7 separate regions of the Mus musculus genome follow, and all the other regions are linked to region 2. The links are chromatin contacts, called in public Micro-C and promoter capture Hi-C maps. All regions are on one chromosome and are shown on one strand. Each heading gives the region's core, a stretch centred on a gene start, on an enhancer-like site or on the middle of the called end of the contact. The rest is flanking DNA. Distances are from core to core; before and after follow the strand shown. Region 1 holds the start of Atxn3 (ataxin 3). Region 2 holds the start of Ccdc88c (coiled-coil domain containing 88C). Region 3 holds the start of Calm1 (calmodulin 1). Region 4 overlaps Cpsf2 (cleavage and polyadenylation specific factor 2). Region 5 overlaps Trip11 (thyroid hormone receptor interactor 11). Region 6 holds the start of Nrde2 (nrde-2 necessary for RNA interference, domain containing). Region 7 holds the start of Fbln5 (fibulin 5).

Region 1 (2,700 bases), core at 35-2,534, 930 kb after region 2:
CAAAACCTTTGGAAAATTAATTACAAATGAATGTGGGGAGGGGGCCGGGAGGGGGAGCTCACTCAGTCATAGCACGTGGCCATCATCCCAGCCAGCTCTCAGGAGGCAGAGACAGGACGATGGGAGTCTGGAGCCAACTTGGGCTACAAGAAATCCTGTCACAAACTAACTTGTTCCAGTTCCAAAACACTCAAAATGTCTTCTTAAGAGCACTTCATTTAACAACGTCCTTAGATTCACATCATTTTTGTCTTTTTGTTGTGCGTGGATTTTAAACACTATGAGTCAATGCTCCTTTACAAGTGATAAAAACAAAGGCCTTTGCTCCCAACGAAATAATAGTCTCAACTAGCAACCCTCTCCAAACCTAAAATGATTATGAAACATGGTTGTCCGAGAAACACCCAAATGACTTGATAATTGTATGCGAACATAGACCAGTTTCTCAAGATGTCACAGCAATACTTTTAAGCGTAGTCACTTAGGAATTAAGGTGAGGAAGAGACTAAGCCAAATCACACAGTAGAACGATTCTAATCTATCCATAATACCTAAAAACAAAGCTGGCCTCCTGGTCCGGAAAAATGGGAGAACAACCCAAACATCCCCGTAATAAAAACTCTTATGACGACTTCCCTCCGGGGTTTCCTACTTTACTTCCGAAGTGTCAGGCCCTTTAATGGGAAAGCCACGGTCACAACTGCAGAAAGACGTGGGATGGATAATCAAGATCTAAATGCATGGAGCATTCCATTATAGAACTGAGTTGAGAGAGAAAGTTGGATCTGCCAGAGGACAGGTTAGGGGGCGTGGGTGGAGTTGGGAAGGGTCCGCCAGGTGCTGAAAAGGCGACTCGCTAGACTAGACCCTAAGAGAGAAGAGAGAAGAAACCCGAAAAGGTGTGGCAAGTGGACAAGGAACGCCCGCGCTAATCCTCCGGGTGAAGCCCCCCGAAATGCCCAGGCTACCCGCCCGGTCTTCTAGGGCGAGGGTGCCGGGAACGCATGCGGGAGGCTTCACGAGCGGAGCCATGGGGAGAAGGCAGGAAGCACCCCTCACCCAGCCAGGTCGGGATGGGGGCGCTCGGGCCCCGCCTGAGTTCCTGAAGCGGCGTCGCTGCTCCCCACGCCCGCCGCCGAGCCGAGGACGGCTCCCCACCGAACGCCCACACTCACTTTCTCGTGGAAGATGGACTCCATGTTTATTTGTCTGGAGCCAACGGCCCCGGCGCGGAGCAGCCCCCTCCAGCAGCTCCGCCCCCGGCCCCACCCCTCAGCCCCGGTCCGCCCCGCCCTAGCCACGTGCCTCTCGCCAACCAATCACTACTGCGGGCGCACGTCACGAGGCACGCGAACCCGGGAGCACGGGACACGTGACCTGGGCGGCGTTGGTCCTCCCCGCGGCAAGCGTGATGCTGCGGCGCCGCCTGCTGTGCGGAGGAACTTCTCTACGCGGGACAATCTTGTGATTCTAGGGTTCTAGAAGAGAATCCTCGCAGCCAAGTTTTAGGTTCTTTTTTTTCTTTTTTTTTTTTTTTTCCATCTCCACCTTCTTTGGTCCTTTCTCCTCATCTTTATGTGAGCAACTCCTCTCCCACTGAAGACTTCATTCCAGAAGAGGCATTCTCCACATACCTAATATTTGTGTAAAAACTATAGCTAATGTTTAGTTAGGACTGACTTAGAATAGTCCAGTTGTAAGCGCAATTTAATACGGCATTTTTTGATGTGTGTGTGTCTTTTGTAATATTATACAAATAAAGAAATGTAGGTACGAAGAAATTAGCACAGCACACTGTCCAACATAGTTGGCTGTTGGAATGAATATCAGGTCCTGGGGTAAATACGCCATCTCTGAAGGAGGAAGCGTTGGTGAGGAAGTGAAAAATCCAGCAAAATATTGAGTGGCTCGCGCAGGGGATGGGGGTGGGGAGGGGGGGATTGACAAAGATTAAGCGTTGTATTGGGCGTTGTATCTTGTATGGTGGAACCATTTTAGGTTCTTCAATGTAGCAAAGGCCCAGTCTCCTAAAGGCTCATTGTACCTGAAGGTAAGGAAGGCATATGTTGTGTTGGAGGACAGCTGCTCTATGCCAGCCTGTAGCCAGGGTTACATAGGAGGACCCTGTCCACCACCTCCCTACCGGGAAAAAAAAAAAAAAAAAAAAAGCTACAGGCGGTTAAAGATTTTTAAAACTAGAGACATGGGGTCAAATTAGGATTTTAGAGGATCACTGGGGAACAATACTTGAAAGGCATTTGGGGAGAAATGAAGAGACTCTGGTGGTCAGGACTCCAGTAGTGATTTGAGAATGGAGAGAGACCACTTTGAAGCTTTAGGAAACAGAAGACTTTGATGAGGGACTGGGGTGGGATGGGGGTATTGTTAGGAAAGACTTGTGGGTTTCTGCTCTAGGTACCATGTAAAGCAGAAGTGATACTCCAACCAGAAATACTTTACAGAATGAGTAGGGTCTTGGGAAGAGAAGAAAAGGCTTTTAATTTAGAAAATACTGAGCTTAAATATCTCTGCAACTAAAGGTACTTATGATGGTTTGTATATTCTTGGACCAGGGAGTGGCACCATTTGGAAGTGTGGCCTTGTTGGAATAGGTATGACCTGGCTGGAGTAGGTGTGTCACGGTGGGTGTGGGCTTAAGACTCTCACCCCAGTTGCCTGGAAGTCAGTCTTCCACTAGCA
Region 2 (2,700 bases), core at 54-2,553:
TATTTTGTTCCAAGTGCCTGTGACTCATACTGTCACTCACTTCCAATAGGATCCCCGAAGCTTCTAAGTTAAACACAGAATGGAGGGGTAGGAGCCAACACCTAAGTGGTGCTAAGATGTCAGACAGACAGGCTCTGCAGAACTCCACAACGGATGTGGTCAGAGGTGCGGCCGGCAAGTAGTATCTACGAGACCCTGTTTAAGCCCAAGCAAACGTTCTAAACAGCCAGCCTGCCTGCCTGCCTGTGTGCCTTCTAAACCCAATTCACACAAGGACGATTAATGACTGCATCTGCCCCAACAATTGGGAAGAGAAGGAGATTCAGAAGCCCAGTTCCCAAGCCACAGTGAAACTGCGTTCACACCGCGATGCTCCAGACCCAGCGGACATTTCCTGTAACCAACCAGACCCTCTTTACAGTTCTGTGTCCCTCCAAAAAGAAAAGGGACTTTTGGTGTCAGCACTCAGACTACCATCAAGTGCCCGAGTTTACAAATGAGTCAACCGCAAATTTCCTTAGCTCGAATGAGGTGCTGGGGGATGGGGGGGTCCAACGGCCCACCTGAACGGAATCCCTCCCTGGCCATCCGGCATTCACGCTACAATCTTAGGTTTCTTAAAGTATCCTCTCTGAAGAGGCAACTTACATTTGCAGCATGATTTGATTCAAAAAGATGCCGTCCACTAAATCCATGTACAGAGTCAAGTTGTCCTGGTGGCCGCTTCCAAACGATCCAAAAGTTTTCACCTGCGGGGAGGCAAAAGCATGTTGGTCTGACGCTGGGGGACAAGGCAGGCCAGGGAGGTCACCAACCACCGTGGTACTCTTCGCAGGCAGCAAGCCTACCCTTCCCGAACCGCGGTCCTTTCCCGCCTCCGGACAGGACTTCTGGCTAACTTTTCTCCAGCGTCCCAGAACGCGAGGAAAATAGAGAAATAAATAAAAAGGACTTTTCAACAAAATCCTCACGTCTCAGACGCACAGGAAGGCAGCACGCTCAGCCCGCCGGTCCACGGTCCCACTCTGCGCCCCTACCGCGGGTCTCTGAGCTTCAGGAGGGGTCACCCCCCTTCCCCGCCCCCACGGCCGCCGGGAACAGGTGCGCGTTCCCGAGTGGGAAGCCGTGGGGACGCCCACCCGACACGGAGCCTCCCGGTCCCCGGTGCCGCTCCGAGCGCTCACCCAGGTCACCAGAGGGCTCTGCAGAAACAGCTCAACGAGCTGCGACACCGTCACGTCCATGCTGAGCCGCGGCCGCGCCGCACAAAGCGGCTCCGGCAGCCGGCGGCGGGCGCGGGAGACAAAGGCGGGGCGCGAGCCCACGGTGCGCGGCTGCGGCCCCGCCCGCCCGGGGAGAGCGAGAGGTGGGGGCGAGGAGGGGGAGGGAGGGGCGACGCGGTCCCTCCTCGGTCGCCCGGTGCCCTGCGCAGCCTAGCGGAGAGGAGCCGCACCGGGCCGGGTGCGCGTTGGGGGAGCGGGGACGGGAGTGGGGCGGGGCCTCAGCACGTGGCGGCCCGAGTGCGCGGGCAGGTGCAGCCTGCGCGCGCAGACCTGGGCCCGAGAGGAAGAGGCTTGGTGTAAGCCTCAGACTGCAGGGTTGCGCATCAGTGCATCTGCTTTGCCGACTCCCCGGCTTCTCCCTTCCTGAAGTTCCTTCAGGATGGATGCTGGCGGTGTGGCCGCCCCACGCGTGTGCGCCCCTGCTATGGCTCTACCCTCCCTCCACCATAGCACGCCGTGCGGGAGAGCCCGTCCCGGCCGCAGTGCGCAGCGGCAGCTTTGAGCCTGGGCTCCCAGCGCGATGGACGCCGTGCCCCCTGCTGGCGGGGGCTGTGTGCTTGGAGGCCTGCAGCCCCACGTTCTCACCACTTCCTGGTAATAACTTCGCTCCCCGAGCTGGGCCATTGTTGCATGTACTCTTGTCTTGACGAGTTTAATCCTCACTGCGATGCGGGAATGTTAACCCGAAGCCCCTGGCACACTCCTAGGGAGAACACACCAGGTACTCAATGACTACCCTTTGGCTAGTCATTTTGCAGCGTAGCTTTTTCACGTATTAGGGATGTGACATCTGCTGATGACATGTGGTATTACAGTTCTGCCTGGTTGGAAAGCCTGTTAATAAATAGACTGTAGCCCCCAGTATACTGGCAAGGTTCCAAGAAATGTGGAAGTCAGAATAACAAATAAAGGGTGGAGGTGGGGGGGCTTCTGCAATGAAGAGCATTTGCTTCTATTCCAGAGGGCCTGGGCTTGTTTTCCGGCACTGACAGGATGGTTCGCAACTATCATTAAGTTGAATTTCAAGGCCTCTGAGGGCACCAGACATACATATGGTATACATTCATAAAGGCAGAACACTAAAACTCATAAAAAGTAAAACAAATCTTACCCAAAAAAGTGGGGTGGGAATGATGGTACAGCTTTGTAACCCCAGTACTGGGGAGATGGAGGCAAAAGGATCTTCAAGTTATCCTTGTCTACATAACAACTTCAGAGCTAGCCTGGGCTCAATGACATCCTGTCTCAGGCCATGGCAGTCAGTTCTGGTTCCTGTAATCACAGAATTTGGTGGGGCTGAACCAGGAGGGCCTTGAGTTCCAGGCTAGCCTGGGCTACATAATGAAGTTGATGACTGCATGTGGTGGATAGGTAGCATAGGCTACCCTGTTTGGAAGAGTAAGGACTGTCTTTGTGG
Region 3 (2,700 bases), core at 50-2,549, 830 kb before region 2:
CTTCTCCTTAAACAGCAGGTTAACCCTTTCTGTAGCATTCTAGGAAGAACAAATTGAAGCGCAGTCCCACAGCTGCTGACATACTGTCTGAGGTGATCCTAAGAAGTCCTCTGGCGTTTGCAATGTTCAGGGACATTTTTGAATCTTTTAAAACACCTATCTGCAAACTTTGACAAAGCCAGAAAAGAAAGGTAACTAGTCTTTCCAGAGAGGAGCATGCTAATCACACATTTTGCCACAATTTCTGAAAGAAGAAACAACCTGCAGCTTGTCCTGGCCTTGCAAACAAAAGATCAAATTCTGCGCTTTGTCTTGGCAAGAAACGAAACTGCAGCATTTTGTTAAGATTTTCTTCTTCTTCTTTTAAGTTCCAGGCTCCAAACTAAGACCTGAAACAGTTTTTGGTCGTCCCTGTCCCCACCCCCACCCTAGTTTACAGAAGAACAAAGAATAGTAAATTTAAAGGTTAAAACATTATTTAAGGACTATAATTAAGATTGTAATTAAGATAGTGGAGCACCCTACTAGAATCAATTGGCTGCACAAGTTCCAGCTGTAATCAGAGTGATCCTGTGTATCTTTCCCCTTCTTTGTATATATCAATTTATGAATTTCCAGGACCAGGACAATTAGGAAAAACTCAAAAGCGTGGGCTCTGAGGGCGACATAAGCCGCTCACTACGTTAATTTTGGAAGCAGGCCTAATAGAATTTGCCACAGGAAATAAGGAACAAACCTAGCAAGGGACAACTCTTCAAGCATCTTTAAAATTTTAGTAGGTATGTAAAAACACGAAAACTAGACTGGTTGAGCGTGTCAACACCACACAGACCTAGCAACTGAGCTTCTAACTGTGCCTCGGACAGTTCTCCAAAATGAGAAAAGTAACATTATCTGACCAATTTCTTCCCCAAGGCCAACCACCGTGTCCTCAACACAGTCCTCTCGCCTCTACAGCTAAGGTTGGATTCCGCCTCCCCGCGGCTGTCCTCAGCCCCTAGATCTCCTCCAGGTCCTCCCCTGTGGGGGACCCAGGATTGGTGGCTCTGCAACCTCGAAGCCACCAGGAGTGGTGGGAGGGGGGACACACAGGTGAAGTGGGGCTGAGTGACGGACACGCGCCTGGAAGCCCGGGACGGCCCCCCAGATTTCGCTACGCAGGCATTCCAGCTCTAGAGGACTCTTGCAGCAACAGACCAGCACCCTCGCTCAGGTCTCCGACTCCCCAGTGACCCCTGCCCGCGTAATGGGCCCGCCGCGCCGGGCGCGCCTGGGGGGCGGAGCCTTGCGGTGAGGTCCGGCTGCCGCAGCGCCGCCCTGCGCGAGGCGGTACTGCCGCGGCGGAGGGATACCGCGCACCGTATATATATCGCGGCACACAGGCTCGCGCTACGGCAGTGGTGCTGGGAGTCTCGTGTCCGTGGTGCCGTTACTCGAAGTCGGGCGGCGGCTGAGGCTCAGCGCACAACGCAGGTAGCGCGTTAGCAGCAGCAGAAGCGGAGGCACCTCGGCGGTCACAGCCCCTGCGCTGGTGCAGCCACCCTCGCCTGCTCCGTTCTTCCTTCCTTCGCTCGCACCATGGTAGGTTGGGATCGGCAGTGGCAGACGTAGCAGCTGCCCGAGCTTTCTGAACAGATTTGTAGTTGAGTCTTGGGGTCTCCCCCTTTTCCTGGTTGAGGTTACCCCCTACCCCATTTTGCCAGGTGTTACGCAGCAGCTGCAGTGAAAGGGGATGTATTTTCGGGTTTGCATCTCCGCTCTGGCTGCCAGAGAACCTCCTCTGAGTTTTGGGCGCCTCTGGGGCTGGACTCTACAGTGGGCTGTGCGCGGGCTGGAGCCGCTGCCACAGCTGCACCGGGGCCTTCCGCATCCACCCCCTCCGCCAGCCCCGCACCCACTGCATCCAACGCGCCGCACCCGGGCTGCCTGCAGCGCAGCGCCTCGGCCGGGGCCAGCGGGGCGGGGGAGCCGGGCGGGGCAGGCCGCGACGTCCCGGTAGTCAGTCCCCGACCGCGGAGAATGAATGGGTCGCGGCGAGCCGGGAGACGTACAGGGCTTGGACCGCGGCCTCGGGGTGTCCTCAGCCACCTTCAGACCCCCTGACCAGCCCAGTCGGGAGTCCCCCCTCGCTTGCGGTCCCCTCCTTCCTCCCGGGGGGCGCGGCGCGGGCGTGAGCTGGGAAGGAAGGAGCCGGGGAAGGGTGGGGTTGGGGGCAGGAAGGCGAAGGCTGGGGGGCGGAGAGGGCGGAAGCGGCCGCCCTGCGCCCGGGCGGGGCCCCGCAGGGTGGCCGCGCGCGTGGCTGGGCCGTGCGACCTCGGTCCCCCTCCCGGTGCCGCGCGAGACGGGCGCGATCGCTCGTGTCCGCGGGGAGGCCCCTTCCCGCGGGAGGTGCTCGGCTCGCGCTAATTGGGGCGGCAGGGCGGGGGAGGAGAGAGTTGGCGCGCTCCTCGGTTTCCATTAGAGACGCAAAGTTTCTGCTGGGGAGGAGGCGGCGGCAGGCTCAGTGCCTGGGGGAGCAGGAGCGGTGGGAGGTGCTGGAGATAGGCAGCACCACGGTCCTGGGGCCCCTTTGGGTCTTCACCCTAGTGCGGCCCCTCGCCCGGCATGCCCCTTGTCTCTCGCTGCTCCCTGGGCGGCAGGGAGATGCCCATCTGTACGTTTCCGCTTTCTCTGCCGCCTCTGGATTGCCAGATGCGAATA
Region 4 (2,700 bases), core at 134-2,633, 970 kb after region 2:
CACACAGGGTCTGGTTTTTATTGTTTTGTTTTGTTGTATTGAATAGGGTCTCACTGTATATCCTAGCTGTTTTTGTAGACCAGGCTGGCCTTGAACTCAAAGAGATCTGCCTGCCTCCTCTTCCCAAGTACTGGGATAGAAGGGTATATACCACTGCGCTCAGCAAGCAACCAATCTTCTGACCCACGCACATTCCACACACACTGTTCAGTGCACTGCTTATCCTTAGCAGTTCTGCCTGTAGGAGAATCGCATGATTTACCCTGGCTGGCTCCTTGTCCTCTCAGTCTGTTTAAAGGGCCTCAGCTACAACTATCTAGTTGGTACAACTTTGTATTATTTTTGTTAGTTTTTATTACCAAGTATTCTTTATTGTTGTCTTTTGCCACCAAATTGAATAAAGTTCCAGAAGAAGAGGAAATTTTTTCATATTCTGAGTGGCCAGACTAGTGCCTAATATCCTAATCTGCTGGTTACCATCACAATGACAAAGGCTGAGTTCCTACCAGGCCAGGTCACTGACACACCAGCGTTTACTATGGAGTCTGACTTTTCATGAACACACAGTGTCTGAGAAACCTAAGCCTTGATCATTTAGAAGAAGAAACCCAGTAATCTTAAAATAGTAATGTTAAAACAATTAACAGACTGGAAGTTTAGGATTAAGGAATTAGGCTAGATTAGGAAAAAAGCATAATTTGGAATGATATAGTGCAAGTGTAGAAGCAATATATCTTAGGGCCGATTTTCTGGAAGCTTTATTAATACAGCAGTTATTTCAGATATCTGAACTGGAATATAAAACAGACGTATGTATGTATGTATGTATGTATGTATGTATGTAGATGGGGTCTTGTTACATAGTTAGTTCATCCTGGCCAGAAACTCTAAATTCTTCCCCCTAAGACTCCTGAGTTCTGAGATTACAGGTTTGAACCAACCAGGAGGCCAAGACAAACTTTTTTTTTTTTTTTTTTTTTAAACAAGAGGTACAAGTTAAATCAAGGAATTAAATACTTATTTAAAATTTGTGGGCAAGGTATCTATGTGAGTTGCTAACATTTTATAATTTTAAATCATGTTTCAAGTAAGCTACTAGCCAAATGTGAGATGCCACATTTGTGAGCATTTGTCACTTAATTTGGAATTAATTTTTAATTTTTATTTTGAAATAGTTTCAAATTTAACCAAAAGTTGCAAAAAAATAGCGTGAATGTTTCAACTACCCAATTGTCAGGGTTTTAGCTGGATTTGCTGTATCACATCTTTATCACACAAGCAGAGCATTACACACACATTTTGAAAGAAATAGCAGTTATTCTAGCCTTGCCTTACCTTGGATAGTACTACAGTGTATGATGTGGAAACAGGAGCCACAGAAAAAAGGAGATAAACTCTGACCCTGCCAACTCTAGCCGGTTGGTACAACAGTGTCCTTTTAAGTCACGTGTTCCAGTTTTGTCCAAGAGTGCCCAGGAGTACATGTTGCATTGATTCCTTGTGAATTGACATTGAAAAATTGCTAATAATTTTTAGGTTAGCATGCAAAGTGGTGAGTTTCATTATAGCATTTTCATCTACACATGAGCTGCTGTGCTTTGCTCTCCCCCCTGCCCACACTCGCTCCCTTCCTTCCTCAAAATAGTTCCTCTTTCTGCTCTTACCAAGCTTATCCCATTACTGTCTCTACTTCTCCCTTCATATCTCTTCTGCCTTTCCCATGATCCCCTTTCTAGTTCATGATCTCCCAACATATACACACACACACACACACACACACACAAATTAAAATCTAGGCTCTGTTTGCATTAACTGTTTTCTTATTCTTTTATATATGTGGATGCTTTGCCTGCTTATATGTCTGCACCACGTGCATGTCTCGTGCCCATGGAGGCCTGAAGAGGGTATGCCTCCAGACAGTTGTGTACTGCTATGTGTATTCCAAGAATTGTAGCCAGATCATCTGGAAGAGCAGTCAGTCCTCAACCTCTGAGCCCCTTGGTCTCTTTATGTTTTTAAATCGTTATGTATATACACGTGTATATACACATGGTGCACTCATGGAAGTCCAAGGACAGCTTTCTGGAGTTGGTTCTCTCCTTGCACAGTGGGTTCTAGGGTTGGAGCTTAGGTTACGGGGCCTTCATGGCAGTGAAGTGTTTTCCTCACTGAGCCATCTCGCCAGCCCCAAGGATTCTCTAGTTTTCAAGGTACTCTGATGATAAAAACTGCTAATTCAGTTGTTGCATGTTGATGAATTTGCCCAGTTCTTATTATTTTAAATGTTACTACTATATACTTTTTAAAAACATCTCTTTTAGTAGATTGAATTCTAGAAATAGGAAGATCTATGTCATAAGACAAGCACAGTTTAATTTTTGTTAGCAAATTATCTTCTGACAGTTTGCTAATAATATCTGCTGGAAACACTGTAATGTACCTGTCTTAGTCAGGGTTTCTCTTCCTGCACAAACATCATGACCAAGAAGCAAGTTGGGGAGGAAAGGGTTTATTCAGCTTACAATTCCATACTGCTGTTTATCACCAAGGAAGTCAGGACTGGAACTCAAACAGGTCAGGAAGCAGGAACTGATGCAGAGGCCACGGAGGGATGTTCCTTACTGGCTTGCTTCCCCTGGCTTGCTCAGCCTGCTCTCTTATAGAACCAAGACTACCAGCCCAGAGATGGTCCCACCCACA
Region 5 (2,700 bases), core at 118-2,617, 830 kb after region 2:
TGGTGCGGAAAGATAGAAGCTTTGGTGCCAGTACAGAGACCTGCAAGGCCATCTCAGTGTCTATGACCTAGAGGGGACTGATGGTCTCCACTAATAGCAAGTAAGGAAAAGACTAAGCACTAAGCCTTTGTTAGGGCGCCTGTTCACAACAGATGCACACTCCATTGGTCCCCTGCTGCCTAGTTCTAGGGCTACGTGAGACTCAGAGTTCCCATGCTAATCAACTCATATAATATCAAAACTCAGAACAATGTCTCAGAGTGAAGTTATCCCAGTGATGCCAACTCCCTTGCATTTATTACTATTTTGTTGTGTTCACTTGGGGTCTCCTGGGGGATCTAGGCTGAATTATTTAGGTTGTACCTGTGGGCCAGTGGTTCTTGTGGGCTTACTTTCTGAGTGTCCACATCACTGTCCCTGTTTTAACAGCATCTCTGTTGTTCCAGCTACTTCTATTTTGTGTTTTCTGATCTCCATTTTGTGATACATGGTATATATTTCTTAATTTCTTAACAGAGGTGTTACTGCTATGGCAACAGAGACATCTCAGCCAATGCATTCCTAGGTTCTTACCACCTACCCAATCTCTCTAAATCATTACTAATTACACAGCCCCAGAAAAGCTTCAAGCCCCTGGCTATACCTAAACAAGAATTAGATTTAATGATGCCATTAGACCCACCCTATCATTGAGGTTCAGTTGATAATGAGTAGAGGCATCAGCTTTAAAGAACGGACAGAACTGGGAAACTTTACAAGCACCAAACCCAAGTGTACTGAGTGCCTGGGGATAAGGCCATGCACAACTTAGCCACTGAGTGTAACTTCACAGAGTTACCCAGTACCTCACCTGAGAATGTGCCCTCTCTAGCCTGTTGGATATCAGCTGTACCATGAACTATCATCAAGAAGACAAAACCATAAAAACTGGATCAGTCAAATCAGCCCCCTTGATCAATAGGTGACAGGCAACACAAAGTCACAGCTCACTATCCAGGAGAGCTGACTGGACAGCCAGGCTCTCCGAATGACTCTCATTCCATTAGATTCAGATGCAAATTGAAGCAATTGAAGTCCAACAACCTTGCCTCACTCAGCTGTGCCAAGGTAGAGCAGAAGAGCACACCAGAGTCAACAGAAGCACGGTAAGAGAGAACAAAGAAAAAAGACCTACTTTGCTTTTTAAGTTCTTCAATTTGCTCTTCTTTTAAATCTAACTGTTCTGTAAGTCTTGATGCTGAATCCAGTGCAGCATTTGCTTCATCCAAACGTTCCTGGGGGAGGAAAGCTTATTAAAAACAGTGTGCAAAGTGTCCTGCCAACTACTGGGCTGGGAGGTGCTTCAGAATCAATCAATAGCTCAGCCAGTGGCGAAGCTGCACCTCAGTGGCCATGGGCAACCTACTGACCTCATAACCCTTTACAATGGATCCATGCCCTTTTACAGAAACTAAATAAAGATGCTATAGGCCAGGCTTGGTGGCGCACGCCTTTACTCCCAGCACTCGGGAGGCAGAGGCAGGCGGATTTCTAAGTTCGAGGCCGGCCTGGTCTACAAAGTGAGTTCCAGGACAGCCAGGGCTATACAGAGAAACCCTGTCTCAAAAAAAAAAAAAAAAGATGCTACTAAAAGATAACAATTTTTTAAGTAACAGTAACAAGATAAACCATTTAAAAGATATATACAGTCAACAAATTCAGTAACAAATGGTTTTGTTCTTTTAAATTTTTGTAAGCTAACACATAAGCAAATCCCCCACTTGTTAAATGAAGCCCACCATCAACAAGAATGCACAGGAACTCTCAGCAGCATCAGGCACATGATCACAAGAACAAGTATGGCCCTGACACTGGTATGGATAACTCAGTGTACTCAGAGCTTGTGTATCTCTACCTCACTGTCTCACCATCAGTTTGTGCAAGTGCCTTATACAAGACAGAAACCCTTTGTTCTCTGGGCAATGAAAATGAGGTCTCAAATTGGTCTACTGGCTACTAGCCTTTTAACCCCTTTGTAGGGACACAGGCTCTCCTTTACTCTTTTTTTTTTTTTTTTTTTTTTTTTTTAAAGATTTATTTATTTATTATATGTAAGTACACTGTAGCTGTCTTCAGACACTCCAGAAGAGGGTGTCAGATCTTGTTACGGATGGTTGTGAGCCCCCATGTGGTTGCTGGGATTTGAACTTTGGACCTTCAGAAGAGCAGTCGGGTGCTCTTACCCACTGAGCCATCTCACCAGCCCTCTCCTTTACTCTTATAGTTTGAGTTTAATGGAGATTAAAATCCACCTTACTTCTAGACTGCACAGATAGTCAAGAGTTTATTGTAAAATATTTTGTTCTCCCTGTTTAAATTTGCAATACAGTATTTCTCAATAAATTACAATTTTTTTTTTTTTTTTTTTTTTTTGGTTTTTTGAGACAGGGTTTCTCTGTATAGCCCTGGCTGTCCTGGAACTCACGTTTATAGACCAGGCTGGCCTCGAACTCAGAAATCCACCTGCCTCTGCCTCCCGAGTGCTGGGATTAAAGGCATGTGCCACCACGTCCAACAATAAATATACTTTTGATAATCCCTAGCCTACTAAATGTCAGAAGAACTACCCTGTCATCGCACCATCAAAACCACTCTCATAGTTGACTGATTTCCAGAGTAGTTGTACTAGTCTGCACTCCCACCAGCAATGGAGAAGTATTC
Region 6 (2,700 bases), core at 40-2,539, 870 kb before region 2:
GATAACTCCAGCTTGTGTCAAGTTGACACACAAAACCAGCCAGTACACCCCCTCTCTCAGAGAGAGAGAGAGAGAGAAGACAGAGAGAAAAGGAAGACAGAGAGAAAGAAGAGAGAGAAAGGAGAGAGAGAGAGAATTCTGACTTCTTTTGGATCCCTATAAGCAAACCAACCGTAAAGAAAGCTGAACAGTAACTCATAGTTAAATAATATATAGTTAATTTTCTTAACTATATTTTGTTTTGGTTTGGTCTTTTTTGAGATTAGGGTCTCTCTATGTTGTGGCCCAGGCTGTCCAAGAATTCACTACGTAGATCAAGCTGAGCTTGAATTCAGAGATCCACCTGCCTCTGCCTCCCAAGTGCTGAAATTAATGGTGTATGCCACCACTGCCAGCCCTTCAACTTGACCGTACACTTTCAGTATTAGATGTATTTTCTGCATTTACCTGCCATGGTTAACTTCATTATAGCTGACACTTGTCTTAGCATTTAAAATACGCACCCAGTTCTCTAATCCCATGCTTCTCTTCCACAGCCCCTTGAAGGTCCCTGAATTCTTATCTATACAAATCATATCCTCTTGAAGACCATTCCAAAATTCTGAACGTTTCATTTTTATGGTTGACTGTGGCTCATCTATGACATTTGTAGCATACTACCTTATACTGATTTGTTGCTGTTGTTACTTAGTTTCGTTCATGCAACAGGTTGCATTATCAATCCTGACACACTTATTGAATACGTCTATATTTTGGGCCTGTGTTTCTAATAAGTGTGCTACAATGAATAGACAGTCTCGGAATTTGTTGACGGTTACAATTTAGTAAGGAAAAATCAGAATTACGCCAACCACAATTGCAAGTATTTTAAGAGGGTTTCTTTTGCAATGGAGTTGTATCATTGCAGCTTCTAGGAGAATGAAGTCCAAAAATACGGTAATGTTAGCGCCAGACATCATCGTAGGCTTAGTTTCCCCTCCGCTTACTTGACCACCGTAGCGCCTGAAAGAGCCTCTGGCCCTACACTTCAGACAAGACCCAGAAGGCTTTGCAGCGCCGCGGAGAACTCTGGGATACAGGTGGATAAACAAAGCAAAGAAAAAAGGCCATGACCCAGGCCCGAAAATCTGCCATTAATTTAATGGATGTCTTTTTCGACTCTTTTGGGGTGCTTACCTTTCCTGAATGCCCCATCACCGGAGGCCTCACTTACGTCCGCAAAAGCCGGGAACAGCGCCATGATCACAGGCCGCACTACCACTCCTGCCTCAGAAATGGCGCCGTCTGGAGAGCTCTGGTTGGAGGACGGTGACTCGCGAGGCACTCTGGGAAATGTAGTTCTTCCTGCACTCTTTAAGGCTTAACTCCTGGGCAAGGCGGTGCGGAGACCCAAAGGGTAGAGAGGGGAGGAGGGAAGAGGGTGAGATTGAGGAAGAACAGTTTCCTTGTAGTTAGTGCCCTCCGGCTTCACTGAACAATGGACAAGCAGGAACCGGAAGAGGAAGTTGGGAGGGGGGAAGGTGTGGAAACTGGAATTCAGCTCCTCTGGTAAAAGCACATTGCCTCCTTTAAACTGGATCAAAGTAATCAAATTCTGTAAGATTCATTTTCCTCCTCTGCAAGATTGTGTGTGTGAGTGTATGTATACGTACACATATACATGTACAAATTGCAATTGTTTCACCCATAAGAAGCATTTAAAAGGTGGCTTTAAACTGGGTGTGGGGGCAAACCCCTTTTAAGTCCCAACACTCAGTGGTAGAGGCAAGTGGATCTCTGTGAGTTCGACACCAGCTGGTCTACATAGTAATTTCCATGAGAGTCAGAACTGTATAGAGACGATGTCTCAAAAAAAGCCAATAAAAAGAAAGAAAAGAAATGAAAAATTAGCTTCTATGTGAGATGTGACAAGTTCCACGGCAAAATGTAAGTGATCCAAATATAAGTTGTCATTTTAAATACCCTAGGAATACAGAAGAGTACAAAGTCCCAATAAGATAAAGGTCTTTGACAATAAATGCATATACTTACCTATAAAGTATTTTTGAGATTCCCCTACCAAAAAAAAAAAAAAGGTTGGGTGCAGGAGCCAATGAAATGGCTTAAATAATAAAGGTACTACCAAGCAAGCATGGATACCTGAGTTTCATCCAGGCTCCACAAAGTTGTCTTCTGACCTCCAAGTGCACAGGGCACCACAATAAAATAAAGTTTAGAAAAAAAAAAAAGCTAAACCCAGAGATGTGACTAATCATCTAAACAAAGGAATGGATGGAAACCTATCCAAGCAGCTCCGTGTACCATGTAAACTGTGTGTACCATGTAAACTGTGTGTGTCCAAAATAAATGTCCAAGTTTTCAGGTCCCTAAAAGTACTTGGAAAAAGGAGGCCAGTAGAATCCACTTGTCTTCAACTGTAAATCTCAAGTTCCGCCAAACCTGACAGGAAGTTATCTCAGTTGATTAAATCAATATCTGCATCAGGGCACGATGATGCTCACCTTTAATCTCAGCACTCTGGAGTCAGAGGCACTGGCACTCACTCTGTGAGTTTGAGGCCAGTCTGATCAACAAAGCAAGTTTCAGGACAGCCAGGGCTACACTGAGAAATCCTGTCTGTCTTAGTTAGGGTTTTACTGCTTTGAACAGACACCATGACCAAAGCAAGTCTTATAAAAAACAACATTTAATTGGGGCTGG
Region 7 (2,700 bases), core at 65-2,564, 790 kb after region 2:
AGAAATCATACCAAAATTGAAGTATAATTAATACTGGGGAGGAGAAACTGTCTCAACCCTTTTCTTTTGAATCTGGGTCCACCATCCAAAAGAGGAGGAGGAGGAGGAGGAGGAGGAGGAGGAGGAGGAGGAGGAGGAGGACAGACCCTCCAACTGTCTGTCAGTGACAGACATTGCTGGTCAGAGATGTGGGATGGTAATATTAACTATGGCTTACCATAATGAGGCTCGGTTTGTATTCGCATGCATGCACCCCTCCCACATGCAAACACACACAGAGAAAGTGTGTAGATCTATGCAGGGCAGCTATATTTTCAAGAGACACTGGAGAAAGGGAGAACAGATGTCATCCTTAAACTTCCTCAAGGCTCAAGGATTACTTGACTGGAATTGCAATTTCCGCAAAGAACAGCAAAACATTTGCTTACATGCGTCTCTGTCTGCAGAGTCCACTGTGCATTGGCTCGAAACTTCTAGGTCCCATTCCCTCTGTAAATCACACACATAGAGCAAACGCAGACAGAAGTGTTCGGAGACTTCTGCTTGTCTCACAGCCGTTGCAGCAAAGCAATTGCTGGTGCCGTAGTCAGCAGTCTCCCAAATTTAAAAAACATGTAGTGTGATAGTTTATAAACTGCGCACAACGTTGCTGCCCTTTCCAAAAAGAAAGAGAAATGACCTAGAGAGGTTGTCTGCTGCCTCTCTCGAGATGCTGACTCCTGACGCTGTTAGAAAAATCCCCACTCCCAAACGAAGACTTTGAGATGGGCGCAGCTTTTTGTAATTAACAGGGTCATTGCATCACTAGCTAAAAGTCTTTTCCAGTGCCCTGACACAGGCGGAATCTCAGCCATAGCTATTTTCCACCCATCAGGTCTGGAGTTAGGTTTCTCAAGCCTGGAGACAGTTCCTGGCGCCTTCCAACCTACCTTTTTAATCCTGGCATATCCAAGATGCGCGGGAGGAGAAGCGACGCGAGGAAGGCAGGCTCTGCGGTGGGACTGGGGCGGCTTGGTTCCGGAGGGGCCGAGCGGGCAGCGCGGAGGGCCGGGACAGTGCCGGGTGCTGGGAGCCACTGCAGAGCCCTCGCCGCCGGCACCTGGTTTCGCTTAACCCCCTTCAGTAATTCAGCATTAAGCCAATTGGAGGAGGAATGTTAAAAATGAACACTTCATTTTCTAAGTATGTTAAACAATGCAAATGGGGCCTCGGTCTGGACACAGCTGGTTCAGATTACAGCGCTCACCAACTGGCTAGACTCCTCACAACAATCTTGGGGCGTCTGCCAGGGCCAAGTGCTCGGCGCTGGGAGGGGAGCCCGTCAGAGCGCGGGGCTGGGGGGCGCCCGGCCTCCCCAGGGCGGAGCGGGGCGCGTGCGAGGGGGCGTGTCATCAGGCTCTGTGGCAGCACGAACTTGAACTCACACCAAGGCGGCTTCACGGACGAAAGACGCGTGAGCAATTGGGAACCCGAGGCTTAAATCACGGGCTGGAACAAGCGTGGTACCCCTAAGCTGGGATGTGGGGGTAAGGGCGGACCAGGAAGAGCAAGCAATGGCTGAGAACTCTCCTTGGCCGCCCTCACCTCGTTATCCTTAGCTTGTTGTTGTTGTTGCTGCTGCTGTTGCTGTTTCTGGCCTTCAAAGTAGAAAGGTGATTTGTAAAAGTCAACAGCGAAAAGCCTAAAGAATGGTGGGCTACACTTGGGCCCTGGAAGCCCCGCCCCACTCCCTTTCGTTTCATAGCTCTGGAACCCTCTATCAAGTGCAAAAGTGCCAAAGACACTGCTCTCCAAAAGACACGACGACCAGACTGCTACACCGCAAGACCTTCCTTGCCTGAACCTTCTCTTGGACCCTCAACTGCCCGACCTACAGTTCAGAAAGCAAAGGGGCAGAGTCCCCCCCCCCCCCATATGCCTCTGTACAGTAGAAACTGGTTCAGTTTCCTTGGAGGTGGGAATAAAAGGGGTCGAGTGACTTCCCCACTGCCTCATGGCTCTCAGAGATGCCAGCGAGTCTCTGAAGCCTACATCCTATTCTTTTCTAACACTGTTTTAAGGAAACGGACTCTTACTCTAAAATCTCGTTAGACTGAACTAGAGCAGCCAGACTGCTGTTGATTCCGCTGAAGCTCAGAGGTCAACTGACCTGATTTATTTACTATGGGCGTATGAAATGGCTAAGAATAAACTACATTTAGGTTCATCTCCTTCATGAGATAGTACCTCCCGTCCATTGTTCTAGTAGCTAGGATTATAAAAACCCTTCAAGTCCACCAGTTCTGCACTAAAGGGGCGAAATAAAGAGAATTTCAGATTGGGAAATAAATGAGAGTAACCCATCAAAATAGCTAGACCTCTAAGTGTGCACCCTGGCCTGCTGCTCTGTCTAAAGCTCAAAGTCGGCAGTGACTGGGAGGGAGTACAAAAGAACCTCTCAAGTACCTGATGTAATTTCTGGCCAAGGCACTTCGTACAGTAAGGAACATAGACTTGAGTTTCATGATGTTGTGCTATAACATGTTTTAAAATGCTGAAGAGGCTCCTCACACACTGATATTGCAGGCTTTCTAATATACTTTATAGTTCTAATAGAATCTTGGTAGTCACATAGACCAATTTTATTAGATTAATATAAAAACTATGATTGTAGGGGCTGGAGAGATGGCTAAGAGCATTGGCTGCTCTTGCTGAGGACCT

Evidence for each region. Promoter capture Hi-C pulls out the DNA fragments that hold promoters and counts their contacts. A called contact is a pair of places that touch in the nucleus more often than the background predicts.
Region 1: a contact with region 2 is called in a promoter capture Hi-C map of embryonic stem cells, with 3 times the contacts expected there. The contact joins the promoter of Atxn3 here to the promoter of Ccdc88c in region 2. A contact is called at or near these places in 12 of 39 promoter capture datasets (the 3T3-L1 cell line, 3T3-L1-derived adipocytes, the C10 cell line and 9 more), 2 of 484 Hi-C or Micro-C datasets (B cells and the N1E-115 cell line) and 6 of 115 datasets of contacts at active chromatin or transcription factors (astrocytes, embryonic stem cells, fetal liver and 2 more).
Region 3: a contact with region 2 is called in a Micro-C map of the G1E-ER4 cell line, with 3 times the contacts expected there. The contact joins the promoter of Calm1 here to the promoter of Ccdc88c in region 2. A contact is called at or near these places in 4 of 39 promoter capture datasets (the C10 cell line, embryonic stem cells, liver and 1 more), 4 of 484 Hi-C or Micro-C datasets (the G1E-ER4 cell line and embryonic stem cells), 4 of 115 datasets of contacts at active chromatin or transcription factors (embryonic stem cells, large pre-B cells, memory CD8 T cells and 1 more) and 1 of 9 other capture datasets (pancreatic islet).
Region 4: a promoter capture Hi-C map of hematopoietic stem and progenitor cells shows a contact between it and region 2, with 6 times the contacts expected there. The contact joins the enhancer-like site here to the promoter of Ccdc88c in region 2. A contact is called at or near these places in 5 of 39 promoter capture datasets (hematopoietic stem and progenitor cells, liver, pre-B cells and 1 more) and 1 of 115 datasets of contacts at active chromatin or transcription factors (embryonic forebrain).
Region 5: a Micro-C map of embryonic stem cells shows a contact between it and region 2, with 5 times the contacts expected there. The contact joins the enhancer-like site here to the promoter of Ccdc88c in region 2. A contact is called at or near these places in 9 of 39 promoter capture datasets (the 3T3-L1 cell line, 3T3-L1-derived adipocytes, the C10 cell line and 6 more), 1 of 484 Hi-C or Micro-C datasets (embryonic stem cells) and 1 of 115 datasets of contacts at active chromatin or transcription factors (stem cell-derived neural progenitor cells).
Region 6: a contact with region 2 is called in a promoter capture Hi-C map of embryonic stem cells, with 4 times the contacts expected there. The contact joins the promoter of Nrde2 here to the promoter of Ccdc88c in region 2. A contact is called at or near these places in 11 of 39 promoter capture datasets (the 3T3-L1 cell line, the C10 cell line, HPC-7-derived erythroid cells and 7 more), 2 of 484 Hi-C or Micro-C datasets (the G1E-ER4 cell line and embryonic stem cells), 3 of 115 datasets of contacts at active chromatin or transcription factors (acute myeloid leukemia, embryonic stem cells and large pre-B cells) and 2 of 9 other capture datasets (adipose tissue and embryonic stem cells).
Region 7: a contact with region 2 is called in a promoter capture Hi-C map of liver, with 7 times the contacts expected there. The contact joins the promoter of Fbln5 here to the promoter of Ccdc88c in region 2. A contact is called at or near these places in 8 of 39 promoter capture datasets (the 3T3-L1 cell line, 3T3-L1-derived adipocytes, cranial neural crest and 4 more), 1 of 484 Hi-C or Micro-C datasets (embryonic stem cells) and 2 of 115 datasets of contacts at active chromatin or transcription factors (embryonic stem cells and fibro-adipogenic progenitors).

Annotation. Positions count from the first base shown.
Region 1 is chr12:101,956,959-101,959,658 of GRCm38.p6, forward strand. Atxn3 (ataxin 3) reads right to left here and starts at 1,285. Exons shown (of 11, transcript NM_029705.3): 1 at 1,176-1,285. The coding sequence starts at 1,199.
Region 2 is chr12:101,027,588-101,030,287 of GRCm38.p6, forward strand. Ccdc88c (coiled-coil domain containing 88C) reads right to left here and starts at 1,304. Exons shown (of 30, transcript NM_026681.5): 1 at 1,185-1,304; 2 at 649-749. The coding sequence starts at 1,244.
Region 3 is chr12:100,198,136-100,200,835 of GRCm38.p6, forward strand. It overlaps Calm1 (calmodulin 1), which reads left to right and starts at 1,300. Exons shown (of 6, transcript NM_009790.5): 1 at 1,300-1,581. The coding sequence starts at 1,579.
Region 4 is chr12:101,993,393-101,996,092 of GRCm38.p6, forward strand. The region is part of intron 8 of Cpsf2 (cleavage and polyadenylation specific factor 2); the gene reads left to right. Among named protein-coding and RNA genes, the nearest start is that of Cpsf2, 19 kb to the left of the region's middle. Within about 2 kb of position 1,384, at least 56 of the 459 cell types and tissues checked have an H3K27ac peak or open chromatin away from gene starts, as enhancers often do. A contact at or near this core is called in hematopoietic stem and progenitor cells, where this site is marked.
Region 5 is chr12:101,861,419-101,864,118 of GRCm38.p6, forward strand. It overlaps Trip11 (thyroid hormone receptor interactor 11), which reads right to left. Exons shown (of 21, transcript NM_028446.1): 16 at 1,175-1,274. Among named protein-coding and RNA genes, the nearest start is that of Fbln5, 44 kb to the left of the region's middle. Within about 2 kb of position 1,368, at least 6 of the 459 cell types and tissues checked have an H3K27ac peak or open chromatin away from gene starts, as enhancers often do. A contact at or near this core is called in embryonic stem cells, where this site is marked.
Region 6 is chr12:100,158,364-100,161,063 of GRCm38.p6, forward strand. It overlaps Nrde2 (nrde-2 necessary for RNA interference, domain containing), which reads right to left and starts at 1,290. Exons shown (of 14, transcript NM_001290303.1): 1 at 1,177-1,290. The coding sequence starts at 1,240.
Region 7 is chr12:101,817,805-101,820,504 of GRCm38.p6, forward strand. Fbln5 (fibulin 5) reads right to left here and starts at 1,315. Exons shown (of 11, transcript NM_011812.4): 1 at 930-1,315. The coding sequence starts at 946.